Linked DNA regions of Mus musculus: region 1 is linked to region 2. Evidence: chromatin contacts called from public HiChIP or PLAC-seq data. All regions are on one chromosome and are shown on one strand. Each heading gives the region's core, a stretch centred on a gene start, on an enhancer-like site or on the middle of the called end of the contact. The rest is flanking DNA. Distances are from core to core; before and after follow the strand shown.

Region 1 (6,809 bases), core at 544-3,043, 680 kb before region 2:
ACAGTTTCACTTGTATATACTGGTATCTATAAACATGTAATTGCCACTTTGTATATATTTTAAAAATATTAATTATGCCTCCATGAAGCTGTTTAAGAAGGGATTTATAAATAAAATAATAGTCAATTAGACCTCGAACCATATAAAACGATGTTCAACCTCTCATTATAAGGGAAATAAAAAATGATAATCACAACCAGGAGGATGGCTCCTTATCTGTCAGGTTGACACAGTTGCAAACATAACCTCAGAGTGCTGTGGAGCTTACAGGGAAACTGGCATAAGCAACCTGACTGGGAGGCGTAGAACAAAGGGTCTCAAGGGGGAGATTTGGCAGCACACAGAAAAATCACCTCTGTGTTTGAACTTCTTGGAAAGTGTCCCAAGTACACTTACATGCACACACACCACACGCATGCACATACATGAACACACATACACAAAGATATACACATTTATACACATGCACACACATATACACACATACACACATGCACATATACCTGCATACACACACATGCATACATGCATGCACACACATATATATGTACATGCACACACATACATGAGCACACACATACACATGTACACACACATGCACATACATACACACGCACACACACATACACACGCATATACACATGTGCATACAAACACACACATTCATTGTAAAACAATGTAAAGTTGAAAAATGTTGGAGATGGCCTACATATCTACTCTATGTGACTGACAGAACAAATGGACTGCGTGTGTCCAAAAGAGAGGCATGAGTACGGAAAGGAGACATGAACTTCAAGTCAACAAATGGGAAAGTCAGGTAAGCTCAGGATGGTGGAGCGCACCTTTAATCCTTGGGTGCCTGAAACAAGAAGACCACCATGAGTTTGAGGCTAGTCTGGGCTACAGAGTAAGTTCCAAGTCAGCCATTGAGAGAGACCCTGTTTGAAAACTCCATGATAACGCCATGTCTGTGTATTAGGAAGGATGGGTGAGAGAGGGAGACATAAGGGGTAGTCCTTAGAGCTGCTGTTGCTGTTGAGATCTTGTTTCTAGGCACAGCAGCACACACCGCCCAAGCACTTTCATCCTAGCTCCTAGGAGGCAGAAACAGGCTGATTTACCAAATTCCAGGCCAGCTAAGGATACATAGTGAGACCCTGTTTCAAAAAGGAAAACTGGAGAAGGGAACAAAGGCACATCTTGGCAGACCCTGAAAACATCTGGGCATCTGTGTGAGTCATACTGAACTATAAGGCCCCACACGCCGGTGGCCAGAGGGGTTCAGAGGGCTGTCCCCAGCAAAGCAGCCTTTTCTGGTGAGAAGTCTCCAGAAAGTTATTGAAAGTCCTGGAACTTGTTCTGAGGACTCTCAGCCAAAGGAGAAACAGCGTTCAGGAAAATCTACCAAATCCTGCCAGGAAGGGAGTGAGTTGGGGCACTTGCCTTGACCCATCCCTCCTCTCTGCCCACGTGATGCAAGCTCCACTCTAGATGGGTGCAGCTAAGGACAAGCCCCTCCTCCAGGGCACAGACTATCAAAGGCTCACCACCCAGCTCTGCCTTAAATCATCTGCCAGGATCCTTTCTCACTAAGTGCCCTCTGGATGTTGGAAGTTCAGCTCTGGGGAGGCAAGAAGAGGAACCCAGCCTCAGCGTCTTTACCCAGCCTTAAAGTAAGACACTGAGTCCCTGCCAAGAGAGATGAGTGGAAATCACAGGCTGCCCCTTCCCGGTCACCAGTTATTGACGCTGGGGTGGCCTGTGCTGCCTCAGCTAACAAACAGTGCTGGAAGGCTCCACTAGGGGGCAGACCAACCTAAGAGCCGAGAACGCCCTTGCTCAGCCAAGGGATCTCAGAAAACAAAGCAGCACTCCAGGCAAAACTCTGTCGACAATGGAAACTTAGGCTGTTGCATAGACAAAAGAAGCGTAGGGGGGGAAAGTAAGAAAGGTCCGGGGATGTGACTGAGCTGGTAGAGCGATTGCCCAATACATTCAAGCCTTGAGTTTGATTTCCAGCACAGCGTAAATGAAGTACTTGGCAGGTGGGGACACCCAAGGAATAGGAATTCAAGTTTATCTTCAGATCCTCAGCTAGAAACCTAGTTCAAGGCCAACCTGGGTTAGAGACCCCGTTAAGGAAAATAAAAAAAGGAATGGCTGAAATATTTCTGAAAAAAAAATTTATGGATGAAAGAAGTTCAGCAAACTCAAAGAGTAAGAACACCAAGAAAACCAGCCAGAGCTGAAGTGTGGTGGCATGTTTGCAGTCTCAACACTCAGGAGGATGGAGAGTTCCAGGCTGGCTGGAACTACAAGTGTGTGTAACCAAGTCCAGCTGTTGTCTCCTTGTCTTTTCTTTCTTTGTTTGCTTTTGTTTTCTTTCTTCCCTTCTTCTTAGTTTTTTGGTTTCAGAGATTTATAAACAAGGGAAACTGAGACTATTGATCTCGCAGATCTATAAAGACAGAGATATTTTTGGCTGGGCAGTGGTGGCCCACACTCTTTTTTTTTTTTTTTTTTTTTTTTTAATGTACGTACACTGTAGCTGTCCTCAGACACTCCAGAAGAGGGAGTCAGATCTCGTTACAGATGGTTGTGAGCCACCATGTGGTTGCTGGGATTTGAACTCCTGACCTTCGGAAGAGCAGTCGGGTGCCCTTACCCACTGAGCCATCTCACCAGCCCGGCCCATGCTTTTAATCCCAGCATTTGGGAGGCAGAGGCAGGTGGGTTTCTGAGTTTGAGCCAGCCTGGTCTACAGACTGAGTTCCAGGACAGCCAGGGCAACACAGAGAAACCCTGTCCTGTCTCAAAAAAAAACAAGGAGGAGGAGGAAGAAGAAGAAGAAGAAGAAGAAGAAGAAGAAGAAGAAGAAGAAGAAGAAGAAGAAGAAGAAGAAGAAGAAGAAGAGGAGGAGGAGGAGGAGGAGGAGGAGGAGGAGGAGGAGGAGGAGGAGGAGGAGGAGGAGGAGGAGGAGGAGGAGGAGGAGGGAAGGGGGAAGGAGAAGGAGAAGGAGAAGGAGAAGGAGAAGGAGAAGGAGAAGGAGAAGGAGAAGGAGAAGGAGAAGGAGAAGGAGAAGAAGAAGAAGAAGAAGAAGAAGAAGAAGAAGAAGAAGAAGAAGAAGAAGAAGAAGAAGAAGAAACTTTAGCTCAAGGGGCAATTGTACCAGGTAGAAGCTCAGATCTATAGACAAGATCAAGAGTGCCAGAACTGCTATCCTTGGGGTTCAAGAATCACCGCACAAACCATGTGAACACTGACTTCAGTTAAGCAAGAATAGTTTATTGAATGCACACCCAGAAACTGGTCAGAGCAAGGACATAGCTCAGAATTATCTGAACAATGACAATGGGCATATTTTTCTGTCATCTTATAAGGGGAAAAAAAAAACCACAGTGAATTCACACACAGGTGCAGGAAGTTCTTACTTAAGATATTTTAGACATAGCAATTCCTATTGACCTTTGATTTGATAGGTCTTACACAAAGCTTCGTGGAATTCTTAAGATTAGCAAACCACATACAGAACATTCAGAACAAAGCAGGATATGTGGTCAGCATGTTCTCCGTCTACGCCAAGTCACTTCTCTGTGTCAATGACTGAGAGGCATGTTACAGCAACAATATGAAATAGCTGGCAGACATGGGACAGACTGGCTACAGCTGTCCTGAGGTGTCAGACCATAACACTGTAAGTGGATAAATGTAAGGGGCATACTTTTTTTGTGTGTGTGTTGCTTTTTTGAGACAGGGTTTCTTTGTGTACCCCAGACTGTCCTGGAACTCACTCTGTAAACCAGGCTGTCCGTGAACTCAGAGATCCGCCTGCCAGGGACCTGGAGGGATTCAAGGTGTGCACCATCATGTCATGTCCGGCTGTGGGTCATGTCCGCTTGTGGCTGTGCAGTTTCTTCTTTCATTTTCTTTGTTTTTTTAAAAAATTAATTAGTTTATATATATATATATATATATATGTATGAATATATATATATACATATATATATATATGGTGGGTCTTTTGGTTGGTTGGTTGGTTTTTGGTTTTTTGAGACAGGGTTTCTCTGTATAGCCTTGGCTGTCCTGGAGCTCACTCTGTAGACTAGGCTGGCCTCGAACTCAGAGTTCTGCCTCCCTAGTGCTGGGATTAAAGGCGTGCACCACCATGCCCGGCTTGTATATGGTGTTTTATCGGTATGTATGTCTGCACACAAGAGGGCATTGGGAGCCTGTCTCGAAACCCCCCCCCCCCAAAAAAAAGAAGAGGGCATTGGAAACCATAAGACTATAGTTACAGACAGTTGTAAGCTGCCTTGTGGGTGTTGGGAACTGACCTCAGGACCTCTGGAAGAGCAACTAGTACTCTTAACCTCAGAGCCATCTCTCCTGCCCCTCTTATTTACTTTATTTATTTTTTATTTTATTTTTCGAGATAAGGTTTCTTTGTGTAGCCCTGGCTATCCTGAATTAGCTCTGATCTAAATCAGGCTGGCCTCCAACTCACAGAGCTGCTCCTGCCTCTGCCTCCTGAGTGCTGGGATCAAAGGTGTGGTGTCACCACCCAGCTTCCTGTCATTTCCTTACAAGGCAGAAAATTAAAGTATCATAAATGGCTTGAGTAATGCATATATATTACATTATATCATTATACCGTTATACATGTATCATTATACATACATATATCATTATAAAGTATGTATCAGCAATTGTTCCAAGGCTGGAGAGCAGGACTCAATGGTTTGTGGAGTTGGAAGTCTGACCACAGAGGGAAAGGCTGGAAGCATGTGAGTTGCACGATACAAACTCTGGATTCTGAAAACTCGAGGTGCATGGAAGCAGTGTAGAAGGATTAAAGAGTGGTCAAACAACTCAGACATGGCGGTTCAGGCCTTGAATTCTGTGTTGGGAGGCAGAGTCTGGTAGATCTCTCTCAGTGAAATACATCACTACTATTAAAACAGTAACAGTTTACGGCCATAGTTTGGTTTCCTGTTTAAAATACCCTGACAAAAAGAACTTAGGAGAGAACTTTTTTTATTTTTGTTTTTGAGAGCTGGGGAGGGTTTCTCTGTATAGCCCTGGCTGTCCTGGAACTCACTCTGTAGACCGGGCTGGCCTCGAACTCAGAAATCTGCCAGGCCTCTGCCTCCTAAGTGCTGGGATTAAAGGCATGAGCCACCACTGCCCGGCCCCATATCTCTTTATGCATGTTCCTTCCCTCTAGCAAGCGACTCATTACTCGACAAAGGCCTGGCCTGCTGTAGCCTTTTCTACCCAGGATCTGAAGTAATAATTCTTTATCTCGTTTCCTATTGTGGTGGTGTACTAAATTTACGTCTTGTGTCTGCAGAACCAAGGGCTGCTCCTGGATTGCGGAGGTGGGTTGGGGGATAGAGGTGGGAGGAAAGGCCTCCGAGTGCCAATTGTCTGGAAGGGACAGCGTGACCCCGGGCATGCGCAGTCTGTTCTTGCTCAACTCTCTCGTTTCCACAAGGCCGGTCCCTTCAGCGCTGAGCTGCAGTTTCCGAGGACTTTATTTTTTGCTGCACCGCAGACGGTGCGGAGCGCCTGGCAGTACGCTTCCGGCTCCGGCACTTCCGGCGGCGTTGCGCTGAGTCTGAGCCACGGCGCTTGGCGGCTCCCGCCGCCTTCGTGCGGGTCCTGCTGGCGGCGCCGCGGGTCAGGCAGAGGCTACGGGGCCTTGTGTGCCCCTTTCTTTGGAGCGTGCCCGCAGTCACAGACCTTCATCGAGCCCTGGCCAACTCCGACGGTGCGGGAAGTAGTCCTAGTTCAAGCCCCGTGGACGTCCGGTGGCGGTCTCGGGCCCCAGCCAGCCCAGGGGTTAGGTAGGGGCAGCTCAGGGGGCTCTGGGCCCGACCAGGAAAGGAGCCGTGGAGGCTGACGTGCTCGCTACTCTCCCAACCCAAGATCCGAGGCGGCGTCAGGCCTCGTGCAGCCGGGTGGTCTCAGCTGTGCAGGTCCCACAGACCTGTTCATCCTCCACACCCGCTGCACCAGGCTGGCGTTTAAGGGGAGAAGGTCCAGAGAGGGTGAGTGGTATGTCAGGGTCACTGCCAGAAAGGTGGAGGGAGGGCACCTCAACCCTGTGCCTACGGATACCTCTCTTGTTTTCACCGTGTTCTTGGGAGAGCCGACAGCAAAAGCTGACGAGAGCGGTCAGCTCCTGGAGTTGAACTTCGTACCCTCCTGGGGTATGATGGTATACCATGGCTGAAATGAGCGCTTGTTCCTCTTCTGCCCTTAGTGTGGAGAGGATGCCCAAACTGCAGGGTTTTGAGTTTTGGAGCCGCACCTTGGGGGGTGCCCGACATGTGGTGGCACCCATGGTGGACCAGAGTGAGCTAGCTTGGAGACTTCTGAGCCGCCGCCATGGAGCCCAGCTATGCTACACCCCTATGCTACATGCCCAGGTCTTCGTTAGAGATGCTAACTACCGCAAAGAGAACTTGTATTGTGATGTGTGCCCCGAGGACAGGCCTCTCATTGTGCAGGTGAGCTGAGGGACTGGGTAGCACCTAAGCTCCAGACCCTGTATATAAGGACAGCATTCCCAAGCTGTCCCTGTCATATACATATAACCCAGGAGAAGGGTCGGGGTCCCTGAAGTCCTGCATGACACATGCTGCTGAGTGGGCATCCCCAGAACTGGGAACTAGCCAGAGTCCCGGTGAAGGGGCAGCTTGGAGGACGTGAGGAGTGTAGCACCAGTGTCACCTTGATCCTTCTCCGTCTCAGTACCCTCCTGTCGAGAACCAACAGTTCTTTACAAGTCTGTGCCAGTGGCTTCT
Region 2 (6,890 bases), core at 1,147-3,646:
GTTCTGAGAAAGGTACAGTAATTCCTGATTGTAGTTTCATGTCCTTTGCTTTGGGCCTGCCTTTCAGTGTGAGGCTGTGCTGTTAGCCGATGCTTTGCCTTGCGAAGCGCCCACCCCCTATGTGTGGAGATCCTGTCCCTAACTGGTTTCACAGCCGCTTACGCTGCTCTGCTCAGGTTGGCTTTCCCACTCTTCGGCTTGGTTTGTTTTGTGTTTGGTGTGACTGTGTGGCTGTGATGATTAATATTGTTTGTCAACAGGATCTAGAGTCATGTAGGAGACAACCCTCTGGACGTGGCTGCCTGGGCTTGAGTGATATGGGAGGAGCCACTCTAACTACCGTCCCAGGGCCTGAGGTCCGGGCCAACCAGAGAGGAATGAGTGGCAGAGCACCAGGGTTCATCTCTACTTGCTGACCACTCATGCAGTGTGACCAGCCACCCCACGCTCCCGCACCACCCCACGTCCCCGCCACTGCCGTGTCTTTTCTGAGCTGAAGCTGCTTTTGTCTGGTGCTTTGTTACAGCAACAAGAAGAGCGATAAACGAACGTCTCTGTTCTTTCTCCTGCTAATACTCTGGTGTGCGGGTCATGTGTAAGGGGTGTGGCACTCTACCTGCTACCTGCAGAGTCAAGTTCTTGACTGGTACACCCACTGACTTAGGCTAAACTTTCCATTTGTCTTTTATGTTTTTAAGACAGGGTTTTCCTGTGTAGCCCAGGTCTAGAGGTAGTCCAGGTTGGCCTTGAACGCAGAGATTCACCTGTCTCTGCCTCCCAAGTGCTGAGATTAAAGATGTGTGCCACCACTGCTTGGCTTTGTTTTTTTGTTGTTTTTTTTGTTTTTTTGTTTTTTTGGTTTTTTTTTATGAAACAGAATTTCACCATGTAACCTTGACTGTCTTGTAACTCACTATGTAGGCCAGGCAGCCTCTGCCTCCTGATTGCTGGGATTAAAGGCAGTTCCATCCACCCCAGGCTATTACTTATTGACATGGGGTTGGGGTTGGAGTGTGTGTGTGCGTGCAGGGTGTGTGTGTGTGTGTGTGTGTGTGTAAACTCAGATAGTCGTGTTTATACAGCAAGCATTTTATGAACTGAGCTGCCTCACAGCCCTCAGCATCATTATTGCTTCTGTTATGGACGGTTTCTCACGACCCCAGGCCTACACAGCTCTTTGACTTTACAGTGGTGTGAAGTTCACTCAGTAGATGCCGTACATGGACATTCGACCTTCTCAAGTCAGTGCTGTGGAAGCTCTTGTGGCACTGGGCGGCAATGACAAGCTGTAACTCCCTTCTAGCCCACTCTCAGAAGTCAGTGACACTTGACACTAGGGATGGCAGCTGGGGTGGTGATGGGCACGTCCTTAATTTCAGAGCTCAGGAGGCAGGGGCTACTAGATCTCTGAGTTCGAGGCCAGCCTGGTCTTCAGAGTAAATTCCAGGACAGCCAGGGTTACACAGAGAAACTCTGTCTTAGAAGAAAAAGAAAAGACGAGAGATGGCATGTTGGTTAGTGCTAATCTTCTGCTTGACAGCACCTCTGATCACCTGAGAGACAAGCCTCCAGGCACTAGATGGTGGGCTAGATTGTGAGGGGTTATCTTCATTCCCAATCAAATGAGATACTCATTCTAGTAGTGAGCCAGGACCATCTCTGGTTGGGGCATCATGGACCCTAGAAGTGAGCTGAGCAAGGGTCTCCCTCTCCTTCCTGCCCAGGATACAGCTGAGCAGCTGCCGACGGCTCTTGCTCCCGTGCCTTTCTTGTTATGGGGAGCTGTACCCTGAAACTATGAGCCAAAGTAAACCCCTCCTCCCCTAGGTGCTGCTGTCAGGGTGTTCATCACAGCAACAGAGAGGAGACTGAGGCCATTGTTTCCAACTTTAGGTAGTTTCAAGTTACGTTGGGTTTATCAAGGTATAACCCCATTGTAAATCTAGGAGCAGCTGCCCTCAGTTCTGACTGATGTTCCATTTTTGCTCCTTAGTGTTCTGTGGTTTAGTCCTGTCTCCTGGCATGCTTAGTACTTTTCAGTCATGTTTAGGAAACGACAGAGGTTCTGAGCGGTGTGACCCCACCCCCACCCCCACCTCCGGTGTGCCTTGTGAGGTCATGGGCAGAGGCTGTAGCTAGCTGGGATAAACTTGGGTTCAGTGTGCCCTTGGTCCTCGGATCTCATGTTGCCGATTCTCGCTGCCTTTCATCTTGGCATCATCACTCTCATCTTGGCAGCTGCTGTGCTCCCTCTGTGCTCTGCTCTCCCCTGGCTCGTACTTGAGGAAAGCGGCACACGCCGGCATCATGCTTGCATGGGCTTTTGTGCTCTCCCTCAGGCTGTGGCCGCTGGAGCCTATGCTCCAGTTCTCAGTGCCCAGCCTGGTGAGTCACTCTGGAGTCTAGACTGTGGCCTTTCCCTGAGTGCTTACCTTGCTCCCTGGAGTTGTTGCCCGTGTCGCCAGCCGGGTGACCTCAGTGTTCTCACCTAGTGCTGTAGGTATATGGGGAAAACGTGCAATACCAGCTTTCCGCAGGACTTGATGTGGCAGCTTGGCAGTGAGGTTAACTCATTGCCTGTTGGGTGGCATATGAGCTTACTAGTTTGTCAGATCCTACTGTTTAACCTCGGCTGTGTGGGGGAGGGTAGGATGGGAGGGGATTCTAGTTAGAGAGACTTTCTTGGGGCTGGAGAGTTGGCCCAGCAGTTAAGAGAATCAGTGGCTTTTGAAGGAGACCTGCTTCTGCATGGTAGTTCATAGCCATCTATAACCTCTGACCTCAGGGGGCGTGAGGCAGGCATGTGGTGCACACTTGTGAAGGCAAAGCCCTCATACACATAACATTTATAAATGTAAAATTTAAAGGAAGAAAGATTTTCTTGGGCTGGGGATTTAACTCAACGTGTAAGAGTATTTCCTTATCTTCCCGAGAACCTGAGTCGGGTTCTCAGCACCCACATGGTGGCTCACAGAGTAGATGCCTGGTTGCTCACTTAGTTGGCCTACAGTCTGCTGCTGGTCTCTCCCCTCTGTTCTCTCACCACCACAACGCCATGGCACCTGCTGCATTTGCTTGCCTGGCCTTTGAGACAGGGTCTTGTGTAGCCCAGGCTGGCCTCAAACCTTCCACATAGCCAAAGATGTCCTTGAGCTTCAGCTGGGCCTGCCTCTGTCTCTCAGGTGTCAGGTAGTGCTAGAGATCTGACCTAAGGCTTCACGTGTAGCGCACCAGGTGTCTACCAATTGAGCCATGACCTGGTCTAACCTTTCCTTCCCGAGGCTCGTGAATGTTTGAACTCCTCTCTGACTGAGGTAGGAAGATACTGCAGTTCTGCCGTGAGTCCTCTGTGCTGCTGTCCTCAGCCAGGTGGTCATTTGGGCTGACTGGGGCACGTGGTAGCTTCCATACTGTGAAAAACATTCTCTGGAAGTGTGGCCAGGTCTGAGAGGCAGGAACCAGGCCCTGTCCCAGCTGCTCCTGCAGAAGGAAGGGACAAGCTGAGCCAGCTCCTCCGGTCAATTGAACGTTTGGCTCAGTGCGGTGTTTGCTCTCTGCTCGGGGGCCTCACAAAGAGCCAGAAAAGGCTGGTGGGCAGCTAGTGCGAGGATGCGAGGGTGCGTGAAGGAAGGGTGATGAGAAAGCATGACAGTGGCCCAGTGAACGGCAACAAAAACCTAGCTTCACCCAGCAGTTGCTTTCTGTCTCTAACCCTTAGTGAGGCTGGCTGGCCTTGTGGGTTGCTGTTTGAGGATCTCCTGCTATGAAACCAGCAGGGGGCACTGCAGTCCCAGGGACGCTTGCAAGAGTAGTGGATTCTTCCAGGAAAAAAGGCTCTGCTGGCCCCACTTTGGAATCAGCTGATCTTGGGCAAGTGTGAGTGGCACACACCTGCGCACATAGCAATGAGCTCTCAGCAGGTCAGTGCCTGTCTTGTAGTCTGCTAGAGTGAGGTGCCTGAGGCAGGGGGACCCGCTTACCCACACGGCACCGTTGGTACTGTTGGTATCAGAATCAAGGTGCTCTACTGAGCCTGGCCTTGGGTATATGTTCTGTCTCTAGAACTCGTGTATGGACCGTTTTGTCCAGGACAGAAAGGTGTGTTCTCTGCCCAGTCCTAGGGCTCTACAGTGTTAGGAGTTAGGGCTCTTCGGGGGGCCACTGTGGAGCTCCTTGAGGGATGGGGGGAGATAGGATGTTTATGGACTGTGTCCCTGCTCAGACCCCTGTATTTTCCAAACCTGAGCTGCACTGTAGGGGGTGGATTTGTGTCTTTTCCTGGCTGGCTCTGGACTACATTAAGATGGATCGATGCCAGAATTGCAGTCAGCAGGGTGCTCTGAAATCAGATGTCTGGCACACCGGATCCTGCTTATCGACCAAGATCCCTGCTTCAAAAGCAGCTCTTCCGCTGCAGGAAGCTGAGGCACAGCTCTGGGAGCCGGGCTAACTCTGAGGCTAGCTGGGTCTTCTCCCTGGGCCTGAGGCTACCCTGGGCTGGCTCCCCGTCCCTGACTCTCTAGCCTGCCTTGCAGCTGACAGGACTGGAAAGGAACTCAGAACTCCAAAGGAGCTGTTAGCACTGCATCACACACACGGTGGCAGTCCGCATACCGACCCACAGCCCAGTACAGCTCAGGGACAGTTTGGGACCCTGGGCTTCCCACACTACCCAAGATGTATGTTCCTGCTTGTTTGCACTCACTAAAGAAACTTCGTACCTGTGGTCAGTAGCACTTAGTATTCTTTGGGTATGTTCTGTTCTGGCTGTGGCAAAAATGTCGCCAAGAGCTTCAGTTAGGTGCCTGCCTGTTAATGGGTGCACACTCTGCGCAGGCTGCCACCACAGGCAAGCACGTAGTTAGATGTCTTTAGCCTTGTTGTTTCCATGGCTCCCTCAAGCTGAGCAGATCTGGAGCTCTTGCCTGGGGTCTTCTGCTGCCTCAGAGGAGAGGGTGAGTGTGTGACAGTGGGCGAGGCTGGCCTGGGGCGGGGCCCTTGGAGCCAGCAGCTGACAAGTGTGCGTAGGGGGTGAGTCCAAGCAGTAAGACGAGGCTGGGTGTGTAGCATGCTGGTGGCCAGTAGATATCCTTATAGCATGCAGAGCCTGTTGTATTGGTCTGAAGAAATGAGTTGATTGTGCATCCTGCTGGCCTGTGCTCTGTGGAGCAGGAGTCAGCATCTTTTTCAGAGTGGGGGGTTGGGGGCACCCAAGGTAGGATGGACTGAGCCTGTTTCTGGGTCCCATGGATTGTAGTTGGAATACACTCCAGCCTTGTCCTACAACTGTACAAGTCCCTGTCTAGTCGATCTTCATTTTCTGCGTAACGTGTTTCTCGGTATGACTGTATGCTCTGAGCTGGCTTCACCACCTCTCCTCAAGAGGTAGAGGGCAGGTGGGGGCTGGGGACCTCCTGTCCACTCTACTCTGTCTTGAGAACTTTGTGAACTCGGTTTCTAAGTTGATCATAACGGGGATTTTTCTTTCTGTTTTGTCTTTGAGACAGGGTCTCCCTACAGAGCCCTGGCTGTCCTGGTACTCGCTCTATAGACCAGGCTGGCCTCGAACTCAGGGATCCCCTGACTCACATCCTGAGTGCTGAGATTATTGGCATGTGCCATCACACCTGACCTGTAATTGGAGTTTTTCAAGAAGCTTGTCTCCCAGTATCAGCAGAGTTAATGGGGTTTTGCTGTTCTTGTGGTTGTTTTATTTTCTGGGTGGTGGTGGTGTTAAGCTCAGAAAGCTGAAGGTTGAAATAAATCATTCAAAGTCTTGGATGCAATGCTGCCTTTCCTTGTCAGTCTCCATGGAGTTGGTGAATGATAGTCCCCGTTGAAAATAACTGACACGAAATGACCAGCAAATGTCTCTACCTTGGGTCCAGGCCGCTTAGGAGAGCCCTCTTGGCTGGGCGCATGGGGGACAGAACACCAGGCCCTGTCAGAGTCCCCTGGGCTCCGTCCTCATCAGGAACTGGGATTCTATTATGGAGCAGCAGCCCTTTATCTTCTGACCCGCTCACTGCTCTCCAGGCCTTGCCTGCCCCACCAGTGGGTGGGAAATGCATTTAGGGAGAAACATTTTTTCTCGTGGCTCCAGCAAAAGGTCATTTCTGCTGTCAGCTGGAGAAATACTGAGTGCGCTGCGCTGTTAGAAGGTGGAGTGGGAGGTGGCTCTGTTAGCCTACCAGAGTCAGTGTCACACTGAGAAAGAAGGGCCTTCGGGTCCAGACCATGATGTGAAGCCCTCTCTTGGCTCCTTCAGTGGCTGATTTAAACTTCCATCCAGATCCTCTGACCTTTGTATCGTGAGCCTGGTTTCTGTTCTTTACCAGGTCGGAGTTGGGGAACAGGAGCCTTGAAAACAGAGGGGTGGCCTAGGACAGGTCATGAGGACACAGTATGGGTCATCAGGGCCCAAAAGGATTTTCAGAGTCTACCTCCTGAGACAGCCTCAGCACCAATCAGTCATCGTTGTGCTAGCTCGCACCGCACCCTTGCCTTCTTGGGGAGCTGATACCACCCAGAGGCTGAGACCATACTTGTTTTGTTTTCCTGAGATGACTGTTGGTCGTCCCAATGAGCGCTGAGCCCTGAATCTTTTCTTTATAGGAAGGATTAGTATGGTGAGTTTCAGGAAACAGCCTCCACAGAGCTAAGAAAAGAGTTTAGGGTATGGTGAGGGCAGGGGCCATGAACCCCTGAGTACTGTAGAATGCATGTTCTGACTGAAGGGGATGCAGATAAGACAGTATCCTCACATAGACTTTGGCTCACTGGATAGCCGTGGTTCCTGCCAGAAAGGTCAGGGGCTCTGAGACATCAAGGCAGTGAGTATCCTCTGGCTAAGAGGCAACCTTGTCGGCTCCTCTTGCAGACTGTGCAAC

Evidence for each region. HiChIP or PLAC-seq counts read pairs in DNA pulled down with a chosen protein or histone mark.
Region 1: a contact with region 2 is called in a FOXA1 HiChIP or PLAC-seq map of pancreatic cancer cells. The contact joins two enhancer-like sites.

What each region holds. Positions count from the first base shown.
Region 1 is chr11:120,795,180-120,801,988 of GRCm38.p6, reverse strand. Dus1l (dihydrouridine synthase 1-like (S. cerevisiae)) reads left to right here and starts at 5,594. Exons shown (of 14, transcript NM_026824.4): 1 at 5,594-5,846; 2 at 6,266-6,512. The coding sequence starts at 6,276. Within about 2 kb of position 1,793, at least 211 of the 459 cell types and tissues checked have an H3K27ac peak or open chromatin away from gene starts, as enhancers often do. A contact at or near this core is called in pancreatic cancer cells, where this site is marked.
Region 2 is chr11:120,117,762-120,124,651 of GRCm38.p6, reverse strand. All of the region lies in intron 10 of Slc38a10 (solute carrier family 38, member 10), which reads left to right. Among named protein-coding and RNA genes, the nearest start is that of Ndufaf8, 22 kb to the right of the region's middle. Within about 2 kb of position 2,396, at least 20 of the 459 cell types and tissues checked have an H3K27ac peak or open chromatin away from gene starts, as enhancers often do. A contact at or near this core is called in pancreatic cancer cells, where this site is marked.